Linked DNA regions of Rattus norvegicus: all the other regions are linked to region 1. A link is a contact called in public Hi-C data. All regions are on one chromosome and are shown on one strand. Each heading gives the region's core, a stretch centred on a gene start, on an enhancer-like site or on the middle of the called end of the contact. The rest is flanking DNA. Distances are from core to core; before and after follow the strand shown.

Region 1 (3,777 bases), core at 693-3,192:
AGAATTTTCATCACTGTACTCTCGTGTTTAGCATTCTTGCTACCTCTCTACCTAGGCTTAAAAAAGACAAAAAGTAAGGGACAAATACTTTACATTAGCTAGATGAGACGGGTCAGGAATAAAATCTATTATATGCAAATTAAATTCATGCAAATAAGCATGACTTGCCAGGACACTAGAAAGCTTTAAGATTACTTATTAACTAGAAGCCATCTCCAGAACACCAGCACATCCACTGCTCCAGCATCTTCACATTCAGCATTCACAAGGGCCAGAGGAGCGACTGCTTTCTTTCTGGATAAACCAAGCAGTTCCAGCTGCCTGCTATCTGCTTCGTAGAGCATGCTAGCCTGGACCTCACAAAAGCTGGCCTCTCTGGTTTCTGAGTGTTGGGATTAAAACAAAGATGTTGTCTCCTAAGCCTGGCCTTTTACATCTGTTTATATTTCCCGTTTATATTCATAACTCAGTAAAATAGCTGGAAATTACTTGGGGATGTTTACTTATATTTTACAAAACTATGAACGAGAGACTTTTCTAACATCACCAAGGATACAAAGCAACTCAACTGAACTAAATCAAGCAGGGATTTTAGAGTCTCCAGTACCACAACGGAAGTGATAATCATCTTGCAAAGGTGATTTCCACTTTAAAATCCCGTCTGAAGTAGGAATGTGGGGGGCATATGCCTAAAATTTCAGGACTCGGGAGGCAGAGGCAGGCAGATCTCTGAGTTCAGGGTCAGCTTGGTCTACAAAGCAAGTTCTAGGACAGCCAAGGCTACACAGACACTCTGCCTCGAAATCACTGAAATGAAATAAAATAAAATTCCATGTGAAAAACCACCTGTTGATAAATTTGGGTCTTTTAAAATGAAAGCTCACCTACTTACAATAGTTTAAAAAAAATGGGCAAACTAGTATGTAAGCAAAATGAGACTCAAACATTCAGACTACAGGGTTAAAAAAGTAAAAAGCAAAGAACCAAAACAAAAGCACGAGAGAGAGTACTACGCCTAAATCGCTACACTCAAAACCACCACGATGTTCAAGTAAACGCTAAACTTGAAAACTAAAATTTAATCTGTTCTAGTGAGGGTACCTAGTCTGACATTTTACCTTTTGAGCGTCTTGGCTAACAAACTTAGCTCAAGATCAGTGCGGTTCATTTCTCGTAGTTGGGGGGCAATGCTTTCTTTATCACGCCTCTCTTTGCTTAGGTGCACTTCAATTAATGCAAGAGTCAAATCAATAGGCACCTTAAAGCAACGTGCCATTTCACTCTCCCTACAAGTTCTCTCGGGGCGGGGGGGGGGGGGGTCAGAACTCCAGTTCCTTAACCTCTTGGTGTTTCACTTTCCTTTTCACAGAAATCACATAGCCAGAGCACACTAGCCTGGGCAACCAGGGGCCAGGCACGTGAATGATCCCTAGGTGCAAGGGAGTTTGAAATGCAGACCCAGCGTGGGACGGCTGAATCAGACACGGCTCCTGGGGCCAGGTTTATCCTCCGCGCTGGGACCACTAGCTGGGTGAGGGGCACACAGCCAGGACCTCTCCCCGAGCTCCCCTGGGCAGGACCATACCTGCCGACCCAGGGGCCGTTACCTAACGAACCCGATCGTCCCGTGATCTCATCCAGTTCATCCTGTCCGGGAGCCAGGGCCGCCGGCGGCGACCGTAGCTGCAGCGTGCACCCATCCCGCCGAGCCTCCGGCCGCGCCCCCGCCGCGGCGCAGGCCCCGCCTCCGGCCCGCGCCTCCATCCTTCAGCCGCCGCGTTGCGGCTTCTCCACCTGCCCTATCCCGCCGCCCTAGCTCCCGCTGCTCCCGGCCCTGAGACCCCCATCCCAACTCCACCTTGTACGAGTCGGTGGCCAGCAGGATGTTGAACTCGGCTTCTGCCGCAGCATTCATCTCGGGCCAGAGCGGAGGCGCCGCGCCACGAGCTGCCCGGCGCGGCTGCGAGCAAGGAGAAAAATGGGCTTCGCTGCGCTCCGTTGCTTAAGTCACCGCTCGCTCGCAGGGGGGCGGGAGAGCAGGGAACCGAGCACGGGGAGGGGCCGGGAGGGCGGGCAGGTCCGTGACGCGGCGGCGGAGGAAAGCGCGCTACACGACCCAGCGCGCTCCGGCGGCTTTCCCGGCGGCTCCGCGCCCCGCCCATCCCGGGGATAAGGGGCGGGGCACGGCTGCGCGTGCGCAACGCAGGGGCGGGGGGTTGCCGAGGAGGACGTGAGGCACGCGCTCTGCCTCGGCGGCGCCCGCCCCAGGCCTAAAGCCGACAGTCACCCCAGCGCGTGACCTGGGCGCCTGCCTCTGAGGGGCGTGGTTTGATATAGGGGCGTGGCTTGGGCGTTCCCAGCCTCGCCCCTCCTGTCGTGAACCTCTTTGCCCGCCCCAGCCCGGACCTTCCTCTTGTCCTACCCAGTCCCTGCTCGTCCTGAGAGTCTTGTTGGAGTCACGCCACCTAGCTAAGGCCAAGGAGCCACCCACTCTTAGTTCCCGCACGCGCTGAATTACCTTTGTCTTTCGTTTGGACCGTGGATGGATCCTTTGGTCACCATCCGTCTTGTCGATCCTGATCCTCTAGATTTTCTTTTGAAATAAGAGGAGCTGCTTGAAGTCTGAGTTCCCCTGGTGCACGGCCTTGCTTTCCTCCCTGCTCTGTCTGTAGCTGAGCTCTTTGATCCTTTGAAGACTGACTTTTCCTGGAGAAAGTCTTAACAGTCCTTTGCACCTTGAGGGGAAGGTTAAATTCAACCCTCTCCGACAATGAAAGGACAAGACCAATTGAATCCAGTATTGTTGGGAAGTAAAAGGCATCCAGCCAAGTCTTAGACAGAGGATCTGTTTTTTCCTTTAAATCATTAAATCCTGGGGAAAGAGCTAGCAACCTTCCAAATAAGCGAAATGACGTCTGATGACGTCATCCAACTTTCATGAGCCAGTCCTCTTGTTTCATTTTCACATACATAGTTGCAATTTTTTTGGGGGGGGCATAAAACTAAAATTCCCTTTGCATGTTTAATAGCATTTAAGAATTCTAAGATTTAGGTTTTGTGGTTTTGTTTTTATAGAATAAAAGTAGTTAGTATTATTAAACTGGCACAAACTGCATCAAATTAGCAGTCTCTTTTTGCCTTTTACTTCCCAACAATATTATATTCAGCTTGGTCGTGTCCCTTCGTTGTCTGAGAGGGTTGAATTTAACCTTCCCCTTAAGACACAAAACACTGTTTAGACTTTTCTCCAGGAAAAGTCAAACAGCTTTCAAAGGATCAAAGAGTTCAGCTACAGAATCATCTACGATTGACCGCTATTTTGGGCTGTTTTGTGCAGAAAAAAAAATTAAGATTCTAATTAGAAAGTAGCCTTTGTTCGCGGTACCGTTTTTTAAAAAACAAAATCTGATCTTACAATCTTTGAGGTGTTTTTTTTTTCTCGTGTATAAAAAGGAAAAAGCCCAAAATGTAAGAAATGCTAACATTGCTAAGGTAAGTTGGAGAATAGTCTGCAGCAGTATCACTGGCTCAAGCCGCAGCAATTTTTAGAGGAAACGGCGCCAAATGAAGTCGTGAGGGTTCGAATCTATCAGCTTTTAAGAGCTGGGGTCTGAGTAGAGTTAGTTCCTTAACTGAGAAGATGGGGGTTATTGGAGCATTTATCTCATTCCCTTCTCTTTCTCTTTGGAAGAGATGTGCCATGCTGCCCCAAGCACAAAGCAACCAGGAACTGAAACTCTGAGACAGAACCAACCTTTCCCTCTCCCAGAGTTGATT
Region 2 (3,777 bases), core at 645-3,144, 200 kb after region 1:
TTTCTGGGTGGGCAGCTGTTTAGTGCAGCAGGACAGACTTAGCTGAGGGGAGCAACAAACCCCAGTTGCTTTTTAACGGATGAAAGAGATGCAGGGCCCTCGGAACACTGCAGGCTTCTTTTACTTTTCTTACTCGTTTGGAATTCTGGCTTCCTTCTCTTTCAGGTTTTATGATTACTTGTTATTTTTGTTTGTACTCCTTTCCACAATCTCTGAAAGGATGGGAGAGCTGGGAGGAACTGTGAAGGTAATCGAGTCCACCTAGCTGCTTCTGGAGTTAACAGCATGCCAATTCTGAACGCGGGACGTGATTTTAACCTATTCTTTCACACAAAATGGCATCCAGTTGACATGGGCAAAATCAGGAGGAGAGTCACCACAGCTGTCCTTTTGTGTCTATGAGAGTCACACTTGCAGACGAGAATTGCATCTGTTGAACATGACATAGATTTTTCTTGACATTAATCCCTTTAAAAACCCATAAAACCATTCCCGTAACATTTCTCTTGTGTCAGGTATTAATACTAATCTAGATATGAGTTAAAGTATATGGGTATATAGGTCTAGGTGACAGGAGAATATTACTAATATATCATTTTATATATAAGGGGCTTGATACTTGAGGATTTGCATATCTCTGCATACGATGGAGGGAAACTAATTCTCTGAGGCTACCAAAGGATGTCTGTATTATACAATAATATGGAAATTAAAGTGACTGTAATTGAGACAAACTAGGGCACTGATGTGTCTGCCAGGCTAACTGGGATAGCAGATACTGGAGTTGGGTCTTTTCATTTGTTACTTTTCTGTTGCTGTGTTAAAATACCCTGATGAGAGCAAGTTGGGGAAAACAGGGCTTAGTCGGATGTGGTTCCATGAGGTTAGAGTCTATAGTGGTGGGGAAGGCAAGAAGCAGAGAGATCACCTTTTATCCGTACACAGAGAGATGGGATAGGAAGCTGGTGAACCCTCAAAACTCACCCCTAGTGATGTATTTCCTAGTGATGTCAGGACAGGATGAATCCTCCCTCCTAACAGTTCCATACCCCCAAGAAAACCATGACACCAGCTGAAGACCAGCTGTTCAAATGCATGAGCTTATGGAGATATTCTCATGCTATAATGGTCCTGGGTCATGCCAGCGATGTAGTTGGCACAAATAATCAGAAATGAAAGTGATCAGAGGGTGGAAAGCCAGGAGGGAGTATTCAGAGTTAAACATTACGCTTGAGACGGGCATAGCACTTACCATTTACCTTACAACGTTATCCACTCTACCTAGAGCTGAGAATCATTTATGCAGGAAACACCCCCCCACTGTCTGTGTCTGAGGCTACACTGCCTCCTAAGGTAAGGTGAGACGCAGCTGTTGGCTTGCCCTTTTCGCTCTAACCCATTGGCCCAGCGTCATGTGATCTATTTCCTCCAGGCATAGGCTGTGTTAGAGGCTCAGTTCTCCCCAGCAAGGGGAAGTGGAACTAATTCTGCCACCCTCAAGGAACAGCTGAACAGGAACCTCTGCCCATTCTCAAGTGGTTACAACCTTTCTCTTTCCGGTATGCTTCTGACTTTCACTTCATGCATTTTGTTTCTCTTTCTTCTGGAAACAGAACCAAGCTAGGAACCCAGTTTTACTGCACCTTCCTTCAAGAGCAGGACCTGGGTCCTTATTAAGCCGCTGAGGGCCTGCCTGATGTCTCTCACCACACTGGACTTGTCCAGGATCAATATCGTCATAGAGAGAGCTGAGGTCACAGAATCAAAGAGAACGTGGCGTTTTCTGGATCTTCCTTTTGGGGAATTCTGGAACATTTTCTGAAGCCTAAGCATCCTGGTTGCTCAGCTGCCTCCCCTTTTCCAGAAGCCTAAGAACCTCAACTCTGACCCCCACTCTGAGATCAACCTGAGACCCAATCAGAGTCATATCACCCTGCTGGAGGAGGGGAAAACCTCAGCATCCCGAAAGGACTTCAGATGTTCTTGACTGAGAAGTAAAGTTTATTGTAGAATACACACATTCTCTTAATGAAGTAGCCACCGAAGGCTACATGTTTTTGGGTTTGCGGTTCAAGGGCAACACTAAGGTCAGTTATCTTTTTGGGGTTAGCATTTTATGGGAGAGATAGCAATGCCCACATGGCGGAGCGAGGGTCCCTCCTTATATATTTTAGGGGAAGTGGGAGAGGTTCTATGTCACAGGATTGGTGCTTGCAGCCTACCTGTCTGATTCCTGGGCGTCAGGGAGAGAGGGATCTATTTGCTTAGGGTCTGTAGGAAGAGCCAGCTACAAGGATGGGGAGAATCTAGGAAAATAAACCAATAGTGGGACTTTAGGAAAAGTCATGGCCCTGGCTCACAGAATCCCTCCCTAGATCTTCCAAAAAGATATGTTATGAAGGTGGTTAGGAAGAATTGGAAACAAGAGGGTGCTATGCTTGAGAACTATCGGATGCATCAGAAATGCGGGATTACAGTCAAGGCAGGGCGAGATCACCCCATAGCCACAGCAGGCTTCACTCTGCTTTCAACATTTTTGCCTGCGACACCCAAACTGGGCCTTAAACTATCTCTGTATGGCATTCCAGGCCATGCAGTCTGCCTGTTAGTCAAAACTGTCATGCGTGTTGAAAACCATTGTGAATCTAGGTAAAGAAGTACATTTTCCCTAGGCTACTGAGACAGCACAAGATTCAAGTCACATCAGGGAGCAGAGAAGCCTGCTCTCTGCAGAAGCAAAAGACCTGCTAAGGCTTTGTGGTATTTATTGGAGTTTGGTGGCTTTTGTATTTAATTGTGTCAATTGACACCATCCTTTGTTTTCTTCTCTTGTCCCTATTAACTCTATTGCCATTTCTTCTCAGTGATGTCTTCCTATAGCCTTCTAGATCAATTTCTTTCTTTCTTCAAAATTAGCTTGTGTGCTGTTGAACTGAAAACAAAAATGAATAGAGCTTCCTGAAAGTCCCTCTTGACCCCCAGGCACCCTGCCAAGCTGAAACCATGGACAAAAAGACAACCAGGGAGCCACAGGATTCAAGAGTGCCTCTCCATGCTGAGTGGGCATTTGTCCTTATTTGAAGCTAATTTGTGATCCTGCCCCAGCTCTTGCAAATGCTTTAGGTTCTGCAGGCACCAAATGTTCCCTGAGTTAAACAAAAACACAAGGAAAGAACAGAAGGTTGACTTTTTACCCAACCCCATGAGCAGAAAGGAAAACACTTGAAGCTGAAAAATTGCTCTCTGTGCACGAAGTTCTGAGAAGGGTAGATTAAATTAAATGGCCTTACCAGCCCTTTAAAAAAATCTAACAAGTACAGCCTCACTTCCATCTTCAATTAAATTTGGCCCACATTGCCAACTGTTGACAAAATAGACCCAATTGGAGGTCCTACTGCAATGCATCTGAGTCAAATGTTTTTTGGCATCTAACTGGTGGGACATGCTCTTCTCAAACCATATCCATACCTTCTCCCTCTGCCTATTCATCACTCAAGTCTCCCACCCTTAACTCTCCATCCCAAGATTATTGCAGCCACTTTGACTCGTCCTGAAGCTTCAACTCCCTCCAAGGCCAGACCAATACTTCTCAAACTCAAATTTCATTTTCTCGATGCACTCAGTAAGCCTCCAATGGATCTTCAGACGAGGACACAAAGCTTAAAATGCCAGGCCGCTATGAAAGTTCTAAATAACTGGCAATTATATTTCTCACTTACATCATTTCTTCATATTTCCTAACAGTGTCGCTGTGCTCCCCCTACCCCCAACTAATAT
Region 3 (3,777 bases), core at 397-2,896, 150 kb after region 1:
CACTTTCAAAGAACCCAAACCAAACCCATGAGATGAGATTACTTGCTAAACATACTAGGCTTGAAATACAGTCCTGGGACTCATGGTCAGATGGTCTGACCCCAGATTTCATGTGCATTTTCCTTGTCTTGCTTGACCTGAAGGATCCAATAGTCTCTCTATGAACAGAAGCCTGGGTATGTAAACAATGGATTCTGAAAGACTAATATCAACTCAAACCTGGAAGGTCTGTCTTTGAAGCACACAGGGAAGTGATTGGTTCCATTGGCCAGACCTGTAAGTTACCCAGGAAGCATCTCCCAGGACAGATAGCAGAGACACATTCCCTAACATCCTTGGTATAGTCTAGGCTCTTCTGCTATTCTCTCTAATGTTTCCATCATTTCCTTCTGAGCACTCAGCCCAGTGTGAAAATAAGTATTTAACGCTACTTGCTTTCTGTCTAATCTCCTATAAGAGCAGAGACCTTGTCTGTTTTGTTCATAGATATTTGAATACTGTTTCTACAACAGCTAACACAATCCCTGGGACATAAACGGAAACCACTGAATTTGTCAGCTTAAAAATAAAAAAGATCTTAATTGTTAAACAAGTCAAAGCTTTGTTTTTAAATAACGAGAGAATTAGTGGTACTAAAAGTGACACGAACAATACAAAGGAAATCATAAGAGAAAGAGCATGTTGCCTATTCAGAGAAAGCCTGCAGTTGGGTAAGTCAGATGTACTTTTCTGGAAGATGGAGAGGGAGGAAGTGACTGAGGAAGGTTCTTAATATTAAGGCCAGATATTTATTATGGCTCTGCTCTTTGCATTGGATGATATCATTACCTCTGCCTGGTAACTGGTTACATCACTTGGCTTCTCCAGGATCTGCTGTGGCCTGAATTAGGCATGCTTTCTTCTCTGTCAGCTGTGGACTTTTTAAATCCAGACACTCCAGGCTTGTTTGTATACAGCCTGAGCTTGACTATCTGTTGGCATTGACACCTGATGCAGCTTATGAAGTTAGGTGTTGACAGATTCTGGCTTAAGTCTCAACCCATTGGCTGTACTCCTGGTTCCATCTACCTCTGAGACTCTGCTTAAGAGCTTGCTGCTGTTCCTTATGCTCCCACCTGAATTCCTACACCATTACCACCAGCCTTCACCTTAGGAACAGGGAAATAATTTTTCATTTATTTGTCCAAACATATAGTAGGCCTGTGGACTGAGCACAGACCTTTCCTGTTTGTGAAGTCTGAACTGTTAAATGCCTTGCACACACTCTCATATTGAACTTAGTCTGTCCTTGAACTACTGCTTTTGCCTTAGTTTCCAGTGCTGTTGATGGGTACTACACTCAGCTTCAGACGTATCACCAAGTCCCCAGCAGTTGGGAGATTGATTACTTATATTCAAGCCCTCATCATCACTAAAACTTATGCTCCTCAGTGTGCATATATTAGACAATGAGAGACTTGGCTCCATACTATCCTCCCTGAGCTCAAATTCTGAAAATAAATACATGTCAAATATTCAGCAGTCCCTAGACTGTTTCTCTGCACTTTGTAAAAGCTCAGTTAGAGGCAGTCAGCCACCTGTTCCTGCCCAGCTCTTTGTAAGATCTGTTTCTACCCCTGGTCTACTGGTGTTTCAGGAACCAATGAAACTCACCTTTAACACTGCTTATTTTTAGTGTCTCTGCATTTATATTTAGAAGGGAAGACTGGTCATGCCTCTGGGTGCATCATTCTTCCAATTTTTGCTGGATCACGGGGAGGCCACATGGAGAGAAAATTAGTAGTGCATGTAACTCTCCATTTATTTCCTGGACCCAGTGACCCAGCACAGGCACATGTGCCAAAGATACAAGGACAAAGCAGGAGGCCAGGATGACTTTCAACTGCTTTCACTGGCCACTTGGTAAGGATTCCTAAGAGAAAGGGCAGGTAGCAAATTAGAAAGGTCAAAAGAGGGGCTGCTAAGAATTGAAATAGTTTCTCTTGTTCTCTCTGCAGCCTATGGAACATTTTCTTTTCCTTTTTGTTCTCACAAAACATATTTTTGTACATTTAATTTTTAAAATAAGGGACTTTCTATAGATAAAAGTGAATTAAATATGAATATATAAGTGTTTTAAATATATGAGAATTTATCAAACATATCATGTGAAAATGACTTGTATTTCTAGTGTTTAATATTTGCTAAAACATTCAGTATCAAGGGATCAAAATCTTCATTGGAAAAGTGGGTTCAGAAAAACAGACTTCAGAGACTTATGGCTGAGAATATGAAACTATTTTATATTCATCCTTAAACAGGGGACATCTATATCATCTGCCTCAGGACACAGGAAGCACCATAGAACAGGATGTAGAAAGGATGTGGGAACCAGATAATGGGGAGGAAGGCTGGGCCTGGGCCTGCACAAGACTGGATCTGTCAATACTCGGTCATGGGTGGGAGAGGGCTCCTTGTGGGAACTGTTTGCTATTGATGGATGCTGAGGAAAGAAGAGTCATGTTTGTTTTAGTGCTGTAGCCTCTGCTTAGTCCCCCATACACCAGTGAATAACTCCACACCATGTTCAAATGGAGGCCCTCATTAAGCTCAGAAGGTTGTCAAACCAAAAGCAAAATCAAACAAAAAGATAGGTAAGTAGTGGGGTTTGGGGACTTGTAGGCTGCCTTACATGAGTAGGATAGAGATAAGAGAGATGGAGAAGGACGAGATTATCAGAATGCATTAAATATATAAAAGTGCCAAACAATAAATTGAATTAAAAGAGAACATTAGATGCAAATACACTGATAGACATATGAAAATCCACCCAAACTCCTTGTAAGAAATGGCCATATCATTTTTCATCTATTAAATGGATAAAATGTAAGAGGCATAACAACAAAAATCTCTTGGTGAGATTGTGAGAAATTATCTATTTTTATGTCCTATGAAAAGAAATTAGCAGAACCCATATTATTAGTCACAGTTTATTAGAGGAACAGAACAGATAAACTGATTATCTATATTTTAAGCAGGGATTGATTAGAGTGACTTACAAGCTGTGATCTAGTTAGATCAACAATGGCTCCCTCCCAGTGGAAAGGACAAGAACCCAGTAGTTGTTCAGTCTATGAGGCTGGATGTCTGAGCTGGTCTACACTAGAATCCTCAAGGAGTAGGGAGTCTAACGCCAGCAAAGAGATGTTCAGCAACAGAGTAGATGAACTTGCCAGCAAGAATGAAGGTAAGGAGGCAAAAAGTAAAAGCTTCCTTATCCTAGGTCCTTTTTAGATAGGGCATCACCAGATGTTCTGGTCCAGGTTTAGTGTTGGTCTTCAAGCCTCAAACAATCCAGACTTAGGATGGGTCAACTCACCTCAAATGATCCAATCAAGAAAATTGTTACAAATGTGCCCAACAGCTTAGGTTCTAGTTGATCCCAGATGTAATCAAGTTGACAACCAAGATTAGTCATCATACCATATGAGGGACTTAGAAATATCTAACAAAACTAGATATTTACTTATATTTACTTAGAAATCTAATTTCTAGGGATATATTCTGAAGATATATTCCCAAGAACAGAAACATTCAATCATACCTGTTTATTCATTTCTATATGATTTAAAACAGAAAACATTGACAATAATCCACATACTCATCATGGAAGATTGGTAAAATGAAGTAAGGAAGAACCAGAAAGTGAAATATGTGTGCAAGCTGTTTGTGAAAGGGAGGGACATTACAATGACTTGATATAGAGGCAGCTGGAGAAGATGCTAATCAGGAAGGGAA

The links. A called contact is a pair of places that touch in the nucleus more often than the background predicts.
Region 2: a Hi-C map of frontal cortex shows a contact between it and region 1, with 4 times the contacts expected there. The contact joins the enhancer-like site here to the promoter of Nampt in region 1. A contact is called at or near these places in 12 of 12 Hi-C or Micro-C datasets (the A7r5 cell line, the Rat2 cell line, Schwann cells and 7 more).
Region 3: a contact with region 1 is called in a Hi-C map of psoas muscle, with 3 times the contacts expected there. The contact joins the enhancer-like site here to the promoter of Nampt in region 1. A contact is called at or near these places in 2 of 12 Hi-C or Micro-C datasets (liver and psoas muscle).

The regions. Positions count from the first base shown.
Region 1 is chr6:55,150,921-55,154,697 of GRCr8, reverse strand. It overlaps Nampt (nicotinamide phosphoribosyltransferase), which reads right to left and starts at 1,942. Exons shown (of 11, transcript NM_177928.3): 1 at 1,859-1,942. The coding sequence starts at 1,915.
Region 2 is chr6:54,953,303-54,957,079 of GRCr8, reverse strand. No RefSeq gene overlaps it. Among named protein-coding and RNA genes, the nearest start is that of Nampt, 200 kb to the left of the region's middle. Within about 2 kb of position 1,894, at least 12 of the 93 cell types and tissues checked have an H3K27ac peak or open chromatin away from gene starts, as enhancers often do.
Region 3 is chr6:54,999,125-55,002,901 of GRCr8, reverse strand. No RefSeq gene overlaps it. Among named protein-coding and RNA genes, the nearest start is that of Nampt, 150 kb to the left of the region's middle. Within about 2 kb of position 1,646, at least 4 of the 93 cell types and tissues checked have an H3K27ac peak or open chromatin away from gene starts, as enhancers often do.